Linked DNA regions of Rattus norvegicus: region 1 is linked to region 2. The links are chromatin contacts, called in public Hi-C maps. All regions are on one chromosome and are shown on one strand. The core of a region is the stretch at or near the end of the contact, and the rest is flanking DNA. Distances in the headings are between cores, read along the strand shown. Region 1 holds the start of Usp18 (ubiquitin specific peptidase 18). Region 2 holds the start of Tuba8 (tubulin, alpha 8).

Region 1 (6,774 bases), core at 2,864-5,363, 37 kb before region 2:
ACTCATCATACCTTCTATTATAAAAGTCCAGTGTGGGGGGAGACGGGGGTGGGGGGCGTGTTGAGGAAAGATGTTATTCTGCAGCCAAGACTGGCCTCAAACTCAATACCCTTGCCTCAGCCTCCTGAGTACCAGAATGGCAGGCAGCAATGCCACCACACCCAGGAGAAAGTGGTACAATTCCTGTGTGTCGATTAAAAATAAAATATATATATTTAAAACTTTTACCAAGTCGAGTGTTGGGGGGGCATAGGTAAAATAGGATTTTTTTTCTTTTTAAACTTTAGTGATTTGCATGTGCGCACACACAAACGGATATGTGCCACAGCATATATGCAGAAGCCAGAAGACAGCTCAACAGAATGGGTTCTGTCTGGGGATTGAACCCGGGGCCCCAAGTTTGCACAGTACACACCTTTACCGGCTGAGCCATCTTGCTGGACTCGAACATGATTTTTAAAGATTAAAAGTTTTTTGTTGTTATTTAGTTACTTACTGTGCGTGCCGTGCACACGAGAGGTGGGGGAAGAGAGGGAGCGAGGGAGGGAGGGAAGGAGGGAGGGAGCGAGGGAGGGAGGGAGAGAGGCGACATGAATGTCATGGCTCACAAGTGGAGGTCAGAGGACAACCTGTTAGAGTCAGCTGTCTCCTTCCACATAGGCCCTAGGAATCCAACTCAGGTTGTCAGGCTTGGCAACAAATGCCTTTACCCACTGCCATCCCCTGCTCAAGAGTTCTTTCTTTCTCTCTCTCTCTCTCTCTCTCTCTCTCTCTCTCTCTCTCTCTCTCTCTCTCTCTGTTAGCTAGTTTGTTTACAGTGCTGGACATGAATCTAGGTCCTCTCAAATGCTGGGCAAATGGACACTGAACCACATCTAAACCCTGTAAGGGAACTCTCCGATGTGTCGTCCTTGGAGACATGTGAAACAGAATCATAGCAGCACTACTTGGGTTACACAAACCACAGACAAGCCCCTTCATCCGTGGATGTGGTAGGCAACAGCATGTCAAACAGGCTGAGTCTTAGAAGCCAAGTATTTACTCAGGGGGAGCTAGAGAGACGGCCTGACTTTAATGGCACTTGCTGCTTGCAGAGGACCTGGACCCATATGGCAACTCAGAATGCCAGCTCTAGGGCCTCCGAGGCCCTGTTCTGTGTGGTGCACACACACATGCAGGCAAACCCTGGGGCACGTAAATCAAAAGTAAAAAAATAAAGAGTCTGCTCAAAACAGCCCATCTCAGGACTGGGGAGATAGCGCAGTCTGTAAAGTGCTTGCTTGGTAAGCATGAGGACCTGAGTTTGATCCCCCAGAACTCACATAAAAAAAGCCAGATGTGCACATCTGTCGTCTCCACGATAAGAGAGCCTGTCTCAAAAAACAAGGTAGCTAGCTACTGAGGAACTACACTGAATGTGACCTCTGGCCTTTGTGCATACATCCACATAGACAGATAGACAGACACATGCACACGCACACGCACAGACACAAATACTCATAGACATACATCACACTCACATACATCACTACCACAAACCACCAGAAAAATTCAGAAAACATTACTTGATTGCTTACTGTAGATTCAAACTTAGTATCAGTGGAGAATTGTCAATATGTGTGTGTGGTTAAAAAAAAAATTTCTAAATAGAAAGTAAAAATCAAGTTGCGATAACTACTTTGTGGGAAGGCGAGGGCATGAGGCTGGAGAAAGGTCAGCTGTTGCTTGGGGTCAGTCTGCTTTGGAAGCAGAACAAATACATGAGGTTTATTTTATGACTAGTCGGTTTGTTATCTGGAACCCAGAGTTAACGGACGGACGGACGGACGGACGGACAGAAGCGACAGGGTCTAGCTTAGGCCTGAGGGAAGCAGCTCTCTCACTGGGCAGAGCACATGCACAGCCCAGGTGTGGGCAGCAGGGAAGGTCTACAAAGCTTAGTTTGACTGTGATGGGGAGGGCAGACAGGTAACAGCGCATCATGAGGAAGGAAATGGAGATGTACGATGTATGGGACTGAGGAAGGTGGCAAGTAGGCAGACAGGAAGAGGCTGGACCAGGCATACAGCTCCCAGCGCAGAGGACGCTGCATTCCCAAACTCACCCACTGACTGAAAGCACGCTGGCTCCAAAGCAGAAGCCTGGCTCCATCCTCGAGGAGGCTTGGATCCTTCAAAGGAGGGACGATGGTGGAAATAACCACCGTAGGCCACAGAATCAAAAGGGTCTTGAGAGAAAGAGCTAGCAGGCCAGTGATGTGATACCGGAACTCTAGGTGATGAGTCCCTCCCTGGCTGTTCGTTCTCGTTGGGGCTCAGGGGAGAACAGTTCCCAGGTGTAAATACCCGATGAAATTCACGTTGTCAGCAATATCTAAGCTGCCCGGTCTTCAAAACTTCTGAGACAAGTCCTAGTAATGTAGTCCACGGACCTCAAACTTTTGTGCACAATTGTTTTAGATAGGGTCTCACTATGTAGCTTGGGCTGGCCTCAGATTCTCAGCAAAACTCTTCCTTCCCCGGCCCCTCCAATACCATGATTATAAGTGTGAGCTGAGCCACCACATCCAAACTCTAATCCCCCTGCCTCATTCAGCCTACCTAGGGCTAAAAATGCCCGGGGATTTCTAAAGGTAGGAACTACTGGTCTGGGCTTTGACCTCATTCTTCATGATGTGCTTGCACTTTATGAACAATGGGAATATAATGGACAACATCGGATCTCTCCAGAGGAAACCCAAACTAACAGAGTACTTGGGGCTCCTCTGGGCCGTGTGGGGATACAAATCAGTGTTCTTCTTAGCCTACCCTTAGACATATCCTCAGCCTGGAGAGGCTGAAACACTTTTCCAGTACCCACTGGGGCTCTGGCCACAGCCCAATCACATGATGCACTCAACGAGGAGACAACGTGATTTTCTCCTTTATGAACATAATGTTGCGTAAAAGCGCTAAGACCATGAAGCACAATTTTCCAGAGTGGAAAGAAGGAAAGGAAGGAAGGAAGGAGAAAGAGAGAGAGAGACAGAGAGAGAGAGAGAGAGAGAGAGAGAGAGAGAGAACAAGCAAAAAACTCTTTTTTAAAAAAGTCTTCTGCTAGTGTGCAGTGAGTCAGGAGGGAGCCGCACACCTCGCCCCCTATGCCATCTTCTGCCCAGTTTGTTCATAGGAACACAGGAGGTGACGGTATCCAAGCACACAAAGGACACTTCACAGGAAACATTCTAAAGTGTTCTGGGATATTTACCTCCCTTTTTGAGCCAAAGTGTAAACTACCTAAATGTTAAGTATGAAATTAAGTTGCAACTTTGAAACACCACGAACTTGGACTTCAAGGGGTTTTTTGGTTGGTTGGTTGGTTGGTTTAATGCTTAAAGATATATTACGCTTTCTTCACAGAAGATGAAAGCCGGAGAACAGGTCGAAAATACCCTGACTTAGGAGATTTGACTGAAATTGTTCCAGTTTCTCAGTGCACTGATGTCAATTTTAGGAGTTTCTCATGAGTGTGACTGTATATTTGCACAAGGGCATAAAAATGACATTTGTTGATAAACCATCTATAACCAGGAAAAATAAGACTCATCCCACATGTAATGAGTTATTTAAATAAACCTGCACTTCTCACGCAACACATCAGTTAACATACCGGCCTGGAAAGGCACAGAATGAGAAGCAAGAGAACATTGCTAAAGATGTGCATTAAAAGTATTTCTGATAAAGTGTACATAAAATTGACACTGAGCTGCAAATTAAGATCCCTACACACCTGTCTGCATTGTTTGAAATTTTAACAAGCCACCTTTGTGATTTCTTTTTTAAACTAAACACAAGTCACCACTACAGTCTGAATAACATATCTGCTTAGGAAACAAATCCACTGGCCCAGTATATACACACCAGGAATACAGATTGCCACTATTCGCGAAGCCCGCGGAAATTCTTAACCATCTGGAGATACATAAGCAAAGCTCTGGCGGATAAAGCACAGTTTCAAAGAGAGCCACAAACTTGCCTCAAGCACCGAAGCGAAGACCGAGCGGTATCTGCAAAGGGCTCCAGAGGAGAACGTGGCACCGCGGAGCAGAGCAGCCAAGTCACCTCCCAGCCTCGCAACTCTGGAGTGACTGCTGTCCCCAAGGCACAGCCGCCTTCAGTCCCGCCCTGGCACTGTCGCCAAGCCCTCTGCACGCCCGGCCACGCCCCCCTCACCTCCAAGCTTTCGGTTTCCTCTAGATCCGAAGGAAAGCGAAACTCAGGCGGCAGGCGGGCGGGCCTGCAGGAGGAGGAGCCCGTGTGCAAGTGTGCTTACCCCAGGGAACCCGCAATCGCGTGCACCGGGATCTCTGCGTACTCGCCAGACCTGGCCCGGTAACTTCGGATACGCGATCTTTTTTATCTTCAATTTTAAGACTGGAAATACCCACAATTGCTGTACCTTCTGCTCTGAGAGCCAGCAGCAGATAACTCCCTTGCTGAGGCTGTCCCCAGAGGGTAAGGAGACAGCGATGACATTTACTGCACCTCTGTTAATTACCAGACGCATCGTTAAGAACTGAAAATAATTTTATCCACACAATGTTCTTTTGTGCCTCTACGTTTAATCCCAATTCTATAGGGTAAAATGTTAAATTTTTATTTTATCAAAGAGGTTATGACCTACTCAGAGCCACAAATTGTTAAATGCTGAAAGCAAGATTCTAACGGGACCTCTGACCAGTCCCACCCTTAGTGGAAAATAGCAGATCCGTTGCAATTAGCACACCAGGTGGCCATGAAGGTACAGATGTTCGAGGAACAAACACAGCCTAAGCCGAGGCTGGTTTGAAGGCTCTGAGATTGCGCACACACACACACGAAATGCTTGCTAGCTCCTTACAGATGAATCTCATATGTGCAGGCTCTCGGCAGAGGCACAGGGGGATGTGCTAGCTGCTGGGCTATTCGGAATGAGGTTTCCACATGTGCTTGTTCTGAAAGTGGTCCCCCAACCCCAGCACTGGACAAAGGTGACAGACAGTTACCCCTAACCCAAAGCTACCAGGACTTTATGAAATCTGTATTCGGTTTTGTTGTGGTTACAACATAAGATATGCAAGTATGTCTGCCTATAGTGTGTGTGTGTGTGTGTGTGTGTGTGTGTGTGTGTGTGTGTGTGTGCGTGTGTGTGTGTGTCTAGCATGAGCCATCCACAGTTGTTGATAATAAGCCAGTGTTTCCATGTTTGGAAATAGAAAATGGTATGGTGCCCAGGGCAACACATGGCCTCTTGATCAGTAGTTGAGGTAGACGTGGCATTTGCACACATCATGGACAAATACATTTAGTCTCCAATATATTTGCAAACGCATCAATCGTGTGACCAGCTTCTTCTGTCTGCTTGGTTGTCTCCAAAGACCAGGAAAATAAAAAACTGGGGAAGGGGGGAGGTTGAAAAGAGAATGTTACAAAATGTGATAGTTTTTGATCAACATATTATACCTGTAGAGTTCCAGGAAACAAACTGCATTTGTTTCTAGTGGTGATTAGCAAACAGCTCCTTATAGCCAGGTGACTTTTGTTTTGTTCGAGTCCTGCTTGTTCAGAGAAGCAAGTGATTGGCATCTGTACCATAACAGAACAGACTAAGGTCAATCTTAGACGGGAGATACCTGGATAATGCAAGAACCCATTGCAACTCTTATTGGGGCTCTTCCCACCCCTATCCCTGGTTTCTCCTTACCTTCCAGAATAGTTCAGGGAGTCTACCAGGAGGTAGACTGAGTGAGGTAGGCATCCCTACCTGTGAAGCAGCACCCCACAGCAACCCAGGAAGGGGGTTTGGAGGTGGACAGCAAAGAGGGGGCTGCCCACCATCCATGTCAGAACCTACGCTAGTTCAAGAATCCACTCCTACATAAAGTGGATGCAGCTTGGCTGGCCCTCAGAGCGTAGAGGACTGGAGTGAGCAGTTAGAGAGGTGTGCCTGTATATGTGTGCACACATCCCCTAGCTTGGCCCACTGAGAGTGCACGGATGGCTGACACTCAGAGGCATGTCTAGCACACTGCTTCTAGTTATTATTCTCAAACAAAGGAAACCAGAGATGCTTAGGGAAATGGTGCTTCCCAGATTGGGGCAAAGAAAAGCAAAAGGGGGGACCCCTTTCTGCCAAAAGACAAATGCTCAAAGAATGGGAGGGGGTCAGAAAATGATTTTACCAATGCAAGTGAATAACTGAGTAAACTGGGACTAGGGGGAGGTTTTAGGTATTTACACAGTGACAAAGGACTTTCCCTCGAGTATACAGCAGTTACCAGCAATATTCTTCATGTAATTTCACACTCTGGCTGCAGATAATGTAAGTAATGTAAACACTAAGTAGTCAGAAAGAAGTGTCCTTCCAGCGGCAGCGGAGGTCATCGTAGTCTGCAAAGTCGCAATCACACCAAGGAACAGAATATAACAAGACATGGTGAACAGAAAGGGACACAGCTCCCTCCTGCTAGTCTCCTGTCACTGACCTTTGACCTGACTGCTCCCCAAGAAGCGTCTGAGTAACCCAAAGTGACAGATGTTCTGCAAATCAGCCAGCTGTCTTCATTAATCTAGTCGAGGTCGTGAAAATCCAAGGTATGTGGAACAGTTCCAGGCTGGCAGGGACATGGTGGTGAAGAGAAGCCACGTGTCCTGAATTGGAACAACTGGTAACGCCTGGGAGGGAAGAGACATCATCTGGAAAGCATTCCTCTTGCTGGGGGTGGTGGCACACATCTGTAATGCCAACACCTGAGAA
Region 2 (7,477 bases), core at 4,781-7,280:
CCAGGCGCCTGGGAAGCTGGTTTGGACCCAGCTCGAATCCAGGGCGCCCCAAACCCAAGCCGATGGCCGGAGAGCCAGCACTGGTGACAGGCACCATGAGAAGCTTCTTGGGTCCACAGCACCCATATCGAATTGAAGTTGCCCTCAAACCCGAGTGGATAGCCGATGGCCGGATGATGAGGGTGGAGAATGACCCCGGTATAGAACGTGTCATCTTTGATTCGATTTGGAGACTCGACTCAATCTACTCCCCCAGCCACCCAAGTCCAGACCACCTGTCCAGAATCCCTCAACATCCCATTTCTTCTCACTCTGGTCCACGACTGGCTGTCCCCTAGATTCTAACTCGTCTCTCCACCGGGCTCTCCAGGTCCGCCCTCCTCTCAATAGCCAGCGCAGATCTCTTAGGTCCCTTTAAGGGTCGAATAGCCCCTGCTTTCTGCATTCTCCACAAAATATAAGGTACCTGACAACTAGATGTCTCCCACCCCTGGGTACAAGGCCCTTGACCCTGAACTGACCCACAGCCCCTCCAGGAGACTTGGAGCCCAGTAGATCCAAAACCACTCCACAGCTACCCGGTGGCCCCGCAGCTCTCTGCCCCGGCACCTGCGCGCGTCCCCGGCCAGCCCCGGCGGGGAAGTCTCACCATCGTGGCCGCTCTCTTCGCCCGCTCGCCTCCCAGCTGGGCCTGCCCACCCCAACTGCTCCAGATACGGCCGCCTCCGCGGTTGTGACACACTGTGAGGGAGGGGGCCTGAGACAGACATGCTGGGCCAGCAGTTGCCCTGCAGCATCACAGTACCCGCGGAGGGGAGGGACCTGGGTAGGTCACAATGGCACTTCCCCTCCCACCAGCGGCTCCCTAGTCCAGCCCGGCTGCTTCTCGTGCCTGGAGCCGCTGCTGAGCTCCTGCGCCTTGCAGTCTGGGAAGCAGTCCTGTGACCGCGACACACGTGTGCGTACAAACCCCGCATCCACTCCCGAGGCCATTGGAAAGCAGTGGAAAAATACTCCAAAACAAATGCTTGTTTCTCCCCGCAAATGTTCACAGTCGCCCTGCCGCCAGCACTAGCTGATGTGGTGGGAAGACACTGGTCTGTTAGCCAGAGTCACCTCAGCCCAGGAGAGCCTGCAGGATCAGACCAGCCCCGGGTCAGGACCCAAGCTTCTACCCTTGCCTAGTTACTGGAGAATTCAATAAGATGGCATACATCTGAAGCAAGCCCTCCATACGGGCTTCAGGAATTCAGCGCTGTTTTAAATACTGTCAAGAGTATTTCCCTCTCCATGTTTTTCAGATCTCTCCTCCTGACTCACTCCAACAAGAAGAGCCCTTCCTACTTAATCCCCAAATGTGTCACTTTGCATGTCCTCCAGAATATCAGGGTTCTCATTGCCTCTGCCCTGTTAGGACCTCCTCTTTGTGGCCACAGATGACATTGAGGAGTAAGGGAATTCCCTCACCCTCCATCTAGTTGGGCGGGGGGTACAGGGCTCGCCTAGCCTGTAGTCCTGGCTGTCCGGGAACTTGCCTTGTAAACTAGGCTGGCCTCAAACTCACCAAGATCCACCTGTCTCTGCTTCCCAAAGAATGCACCACCCTGCCCGGCTTAAGAGCCTCTTCAGTTGCCACATTACTAACTGGCCCCACAAGTCCCTTTGTCTTCATGCCGGTGGTCCGTGGTCCGTCAGGGCTGGATGGTTCTCACACCTGAACTCCAACACGGAATTCCCTGCCAAGGGGCCACTTCGGACTTAAGAGATGTCACCCAGCCTTCCTTCTCTCCCTCTTTTCTCTAGTAACTGCCCACTCACACAAGTCACCATGGGAAATCGAGTTCTTCGAGATGCGAGTGGAGCTGCTGTGGCCAGATGTGCCTGTCTGTTTCCAAACACAGGTGAAGATGCACCTTTGCGCCTTCGCTTCGGTGCTAAGAAACCAGGGGAGTAAAACTTACCTAGGTAATTTATTCTGTTGGCCCACCATTCATGCATTTGACTATGAGTGCCTTGAGGATAGGATACATGTTTTAATTATCTTCGCCCGTGAGAAAGTACTGGTACATAGCCTCCACGCTGGAACTGCCTATCCCAGTGGCTCCAGATAAGCCACCTCCATTGCTGTAACACACCATGAAGAGTTGCATGAAGAGTTCCAGGGACAGAAGTGCTGGGCCAGCAGCTTCCCGGTAGCATCACGGTGCCCACAGAGAGGAATGACCCAGGCAGGTCATAGACTTATAATGTAATAGCCTAAAAATGGAGACAGTCGGATGGCTGTGGGGCACACCTTTAATTCCAGCACTCCGGAGGCAGAGGCAGGCAGATCTCTGTGGAGTCTGAGGCCAGCCTGGTCTGCAGAGTGAGTTACAGGACAGCCAGGGCTACACAGAGAAACCCTGTCTCGAAAAACCAAAAATAAAAAAATAAAATAAAAATGGAGACCCACAGTTAAATTGTGTCGAATGCATGGCAAACGCTCCACAATTTATTTATCCTCCTGCAGCCTATTTTATTACTTCTTCCCTTTGTTTATTACTGACCATTTTATATGCCTTGGATTACAGGTTGTGTGTTCTCATGTTTTAAAATGCCTATAAAATTGCAATACCTATAGAAGTCGTTCAGCTCACTGCCCTGCCCCACCAGGGCTCAGACAATGCTCCTGAATAAGTTCATTTTATATTTATATATTATGAACAGGCTCTCCATGTCTCAGGAAAAAGTTGATGATACTTGTCACAGTGATGACATTCAATCGCATCTTATAATGGCGATGTCCTTGGATATCCCATCCCGATGGGATTGGATGGAGCCATGGCTCTACTATAAGTGCTAGACCTTTCGGTTCAAAAGGGAATAAAAGGAATGCTTGCTGTCATTTATGGGACTGTTAGCATCTGCTCCCAACCCCCAGTTTCTGAAGTCCTAATCCCCAGGAGGGTGTATTTGGAGATAGGGCCTTTAGATTAAGGAGAAGACCCTAGGGCTGAAGAGAGGGCTTAACTCTTAAGACCACTTGTTACTTAGGCAGAGGACCAGAGTTCAATTCCCAGCACCCACATAGCAGCTCCTAACACTCTGCAACTCCAATCACAGAGGGTTTGAAGTCCTCTTCTGGCCTCCTCAGGTACCACATACATGTCGAACAGAGACATACACGCAGGTAAAACATCCATACACATAGCTGGGCAAAGGTGGTGCGTGCCTTTGATCCCAGCACTTGGGAGGCAGAGGCAAGTGGATCTCTGTGAGTTCAAGACCAGCCTGGTCTACAGAGTGACCAGGAAAGCCAGGGCTACACAGTGAAACCCTGTCTTGAAAAACAAAAACAAACACATAAAATAATGCCTGGTGGGCTGAACTGCAGCCAAGAGCCATATTGACTCAGGTGGACTGCACTGTCAGCTGAGCCATGGTGATGTCTGGGTCCACGCTGCTGCCGCCTAGGGCTGCGGCCCCACTGTGCCCGGGTCCATGGCCCTAGTACAGATGGAAGCAGTGTTCCTGGTCTGTGCTGTGGCCAGAAACCATGTGGAGGCTGGTGATCCATGCTCCTGCTGGCTGTGAAGAGTAAGGAAGCTATCTTTGCTGTGACATTGATGACTGCAGACACATGGCTGACAGAGAAGGACATGGAAGGCTTCCGGGACAGCACCCATCACCAAAAGAGTAGCAGCCTGGACAGGTAGCCACCAATGAGAACGAACTCTTAAAGAGTGTAACAGGGATACTCAAGTGTGGCTCTCTACAATTGATAGCTTCTGGCATGGATGTGGGAGAGGAAGGACATGTTCTATTTAAGGGGCAGGCTGCTCAAAGTTTGACCATGCTCCAGTGAGTATAGATAACACATTTGGACTTGGGGGTTTTTTTTATTCTATTTTTTTATTTTTACTTTTTTTGGGGGGGAGGGTTATATGAATGGGGAGACAGACATGGAAGGACTGAGAAGTGTGATTGGGGTGCATGATGTAAAAGTCCCAGAGAATCAATAAAAATGTTATGGGAGGGGAGGGCTACTCCAACAGGACTGGTATCCTTATAAAAAGAGGCAGAGAGTCTCGGGATGCAGTCCCACAGGTCACGTGAGGACACAGCAAGGCAGCCAGCTGCACACGAAGGAGACAGGCCGCAGGAGAATCTCACCCTACCTGCACTTGATCTTGGACCTTCCGCCCAAGAAAACACATCCTGCCCTTTACACTGCCCGGTTCTGTCTTTTGCTTTGGCAGCCTGAGTAGACTGGCAGGAGCTTTAGAGTAAGAAATGTGTACTGGGGGCTGGAGAGATGGCTCAGCGGTTAGGGACACTGGTTGCTCTCCCAGAAGACCCAGGCTCAGGCTCCAGCACCCAGGTGGTGGCTCACAGCTGTCTGGAAGTCCAGTCCAAGGGGATCTGATGTTCTTCTCTGGGCTCTACTACATGCGCACAGTACCCGGACACACGCAGGCGAAACACCCACACACATAAAATAAAATGGGAAAAAAAATCACATAGGACCTCGTAAATATGGTAATTTAAAAAATAAAAGAAGTACGTGCTTCTTTTCGATATTTAAGTCCTTGTTCTTAAAATGATTTGACCTCAGCAATTCCGGGATGCTTGCTGATACCCCGTGTGCCTTTACTGAGGATAAGTCCTGAAAGACAAAGGGACTTGGTTTTCCCATTCCTGTGTGCATGAGTGTTCACGTGTGTGTGTGGTGCTACTTTAACTGGGTTACAGGGTGTCAAACATCTGGGTGTATCTGGGAGAGCATTTCTGAATGAAATCAACATCAGGTTAGTCAGATGCCTTCCTAAACATGAAAGGCTCGCCTGAATGAGGAACGGAACAGAGTACAAAGCTTAAGTTGCAAGGTAGCTTCTCTGCTTTCTTGCACTTGGATTAGAACTGACAGCATGGACTCTCCTTGGTCTACAGCACAACTTAGCACTTTAGCCACCATAACAGCATGCACCAATCTTTCTGATCAATCTCATCAGAGTTGGGGGTGTGGCTTGATGGTCCAGCATCACCCTACAAGGTGCAAGGTTCTGGGTTTGAGCCCCAGTTCGCCTTATGTAAATGAAATAAATCTCTTTTATCTATGTCTAGATCGATAAGTAAATAAAAACATTTCCATTCCTTGGAGAAACCTAATAAGATCCCCTTTCTGGACTATACATGGACTGACCCAGGGCTCCAACTGCATATGTAGCAGAGAACAGCCTTGTTGGGGCACCAGTAGAAGGGGAAGCCCTTGGTCCTGCCAAGGTTGGACCCCCAGTGCAGGAGAATATGGGGGGGGGGCAGTAAGGGGGATGTATAGGGGGAACACCCATATGGGGTTGGGGGAGGGGAAGGAATGGGGGCTTATGGACAGGAAACCGGGAAGGGGAATAACATTTGAAATGTAAGTAAAGAAATATATCTAATAAAAATTTTTTTAAAAAAGAAAGAAAATAAAGGATCTGGACTTGGGGCTGGAGAGATGGCTCAGCGGTTAAGAGCACTGACTGCTCTTCCAGAGGTCCTGAGTTCAATTCCCAGCAACCACATGGTGGCTCACAACCATCTGTGATGAGATCCAATGCATTTTTCTGGTGTGTTTGAAGACAGCTGCTGTGTGCTCATATAAATAAAAATAAATTTTAAAAAAAAAGATCTGGACTTGAAAGGAAGTCCTGTTGAAACAGCAGGGGCATAAACACTGAAGAGGAAAAACCATTTTTTAAAACAAATGAGAAAGTTAAGTATTTACAAATGTCATATACCACAAATGGACTATAATGTAAAAATTAATGGCATCTATGTAAAATGCCTCATGGCTTCTGTACTGTTAATATTTATTTGCAATTTTATAATTAACAAAATTAAACATGTTATCCTTATTACTTACAACTAAAAAAAAAAATCCCCTTTCTGCAAACAGAGACCGTTTGTGAGAAAGCAGCCACCCATAGCGCGTTTGAAAAGCCTCCTGAAGGGAATGCCTCAGCCTCCACTGCAGTCTGGCCCGCAGGTCTGACATACATAGTTCTGGTATGCTTGTCTACAGAGTGAGTTCACATCACTGGAACGATTGCAACGGCCTGAAAGTTGAGCCATACCCATTTGAATAGGAGATAACATCTACAGAATAAACAGGAAAAGTTAGTCTACACAGAATGAATATGAATATATACATATATATATATATATATATTTGTGTTTGTGGTAGTGAAGACTGAGCCTCGAGCCTTGTATAGGCTAGACAAGCACCCTACAACCATTGTAGCCTCAGTCCTTGTTCTTTCTTTCTTTCCTTCCTTCCTTTCTTTCTCTTCCTTTCTTTCTTTCCTTCCTTTCTTTCTCTTTCTTTCTTTCTTTCTTTTTTCTTCTTTCCTTCCTTTCTCTTCTTCCTCCTCCTCCTCCTCCTCCTCCTCCTCCTTTTATTTTTGAGACAGGGTTTCTCTGTGTAGCCCCCGGTATCCTGGAAATTGCTCTGAAGACCAGGCTAGCCTTAAACTCAGAGATCTGCTTCCAGAGTGCTGGGATTAAAGACATGAGCCAACACCACCCAGCTTCTTTTTTAGCTTTCACTTTTGAGACACTGTCACAGTGTTACCTGAGTAATACGCTGTAACCTTAAGCTTACTAGGATTTGGGTCCACCAGCCTCACCCTTCTGAGGGGCTGGGACACAGGCCTCCTTGTGATGTTCATATTTATTTGTGTAGTATTTCCTGACGTTGAGCAAACATTTTCTGTGAGTTATTCCCTTTACTTCTCCCAACACCCTACAGAAATTTTTTCATTACTTTCATTGTACAGATAAAGAATTTGAGACCCGCAGAAGTTGATTCTTAGTCCTCATTAAACAACTGGTAAAAAATAGAGTCTGATGCCAGAGGCCTGGAGACTTCAACTATGCTGGCTGTGACCGCATAACTGGGAAGCCAAACCTTGCATGAAGAACATGTCCATGTTCTATTGGCTTAGAACTGAATGGTGCTGCCAGGTGAGGGGTGCCAAAGATGGAGTTTACCTTGTGCAAAGAACTAGGAAGAAGCTTCCACGTCCAGGTGCCAATGGCCTGTGACCATCAGCAAGCAGTATCTTACCATGAAACAACCTGGACTCAAGTACTTGACATCGGTAATGAGTGTTTGTACCCCATACCGCCTTAAGTACATTGGTACTTAAGTGTTAATATCCCAGTCCTAATATCTCAGAGTCTGAGGGGCATTTGGAAAAGGGTGAACCTTTGGGCCATAATGTCACAGACACAGTGGTCCCCTTTTCAAGTCCCCATGGTTACGGCACCTGTGACCAGGCTACCACCAAGGAAAGAGCAGATCTCAGGACAACCTTAAGACCACCCCCTCTGGGGCTGGAGAGATGGCTCAGCGGTTAAGAGCACTGACTGCTCTTCCAGAGGTCCTGAGTTCAATTCCCAGCAGCAGCCAGAAAGGAGCAGGACCAGCTCGGCAGGACCCTTGGACATCAAC

What was found. A called contact is a pair of places that touch in the nucleus more often than the background predicts.
Region 1: a Hi-C map of the A7r5 cell line shows a contact between it and region 2, with 2.4 times the contacts expected there. The contact joins the promoter of Usp18 here to the enhancer-like site in region 2. A contact is called at or near these places in 5 of 12 Hi-C or Micro-C datasets (the A7r5 cell line, Schwann cells, hepatocytes and 2 more).

What each region holds. Positions count from the first base shown.
Region 1 is chr4:156,141,165-156,147,938 of GRCr8, reverse strand. Usp18 (ubiquitin specific peptidase 18) reads right to left here and starts at 4,113. Exons shown (of 11, transcript NM_001014058.2): 1 at 4,015-4,113. It overlaps LOC120102509 (a long non-coding RNA gene), which reads left to right and starts at 4,247. Exons shown (of 4, transcript XR_010065920.1): 1 at 4,247-4,493.
Region 2 is chr4:156,105,529-156,113,005 of GRCr8, reverse strand. Tuba8 (tubulin, alpha 8) reads right to left here and starts at 734. Exons shown (of 5, transcript NM_001024339.1): 1 at 650-734. The coding sequence starts at 652. Within about 2 kb of position 6,030, at least 2 of the 93 cell types and tissues checked have an H3K27ac peak or open chromatin away from gene starts, as enhancers often do. A contact at or near this core is called in the A7r5 cell line, where this site is marked.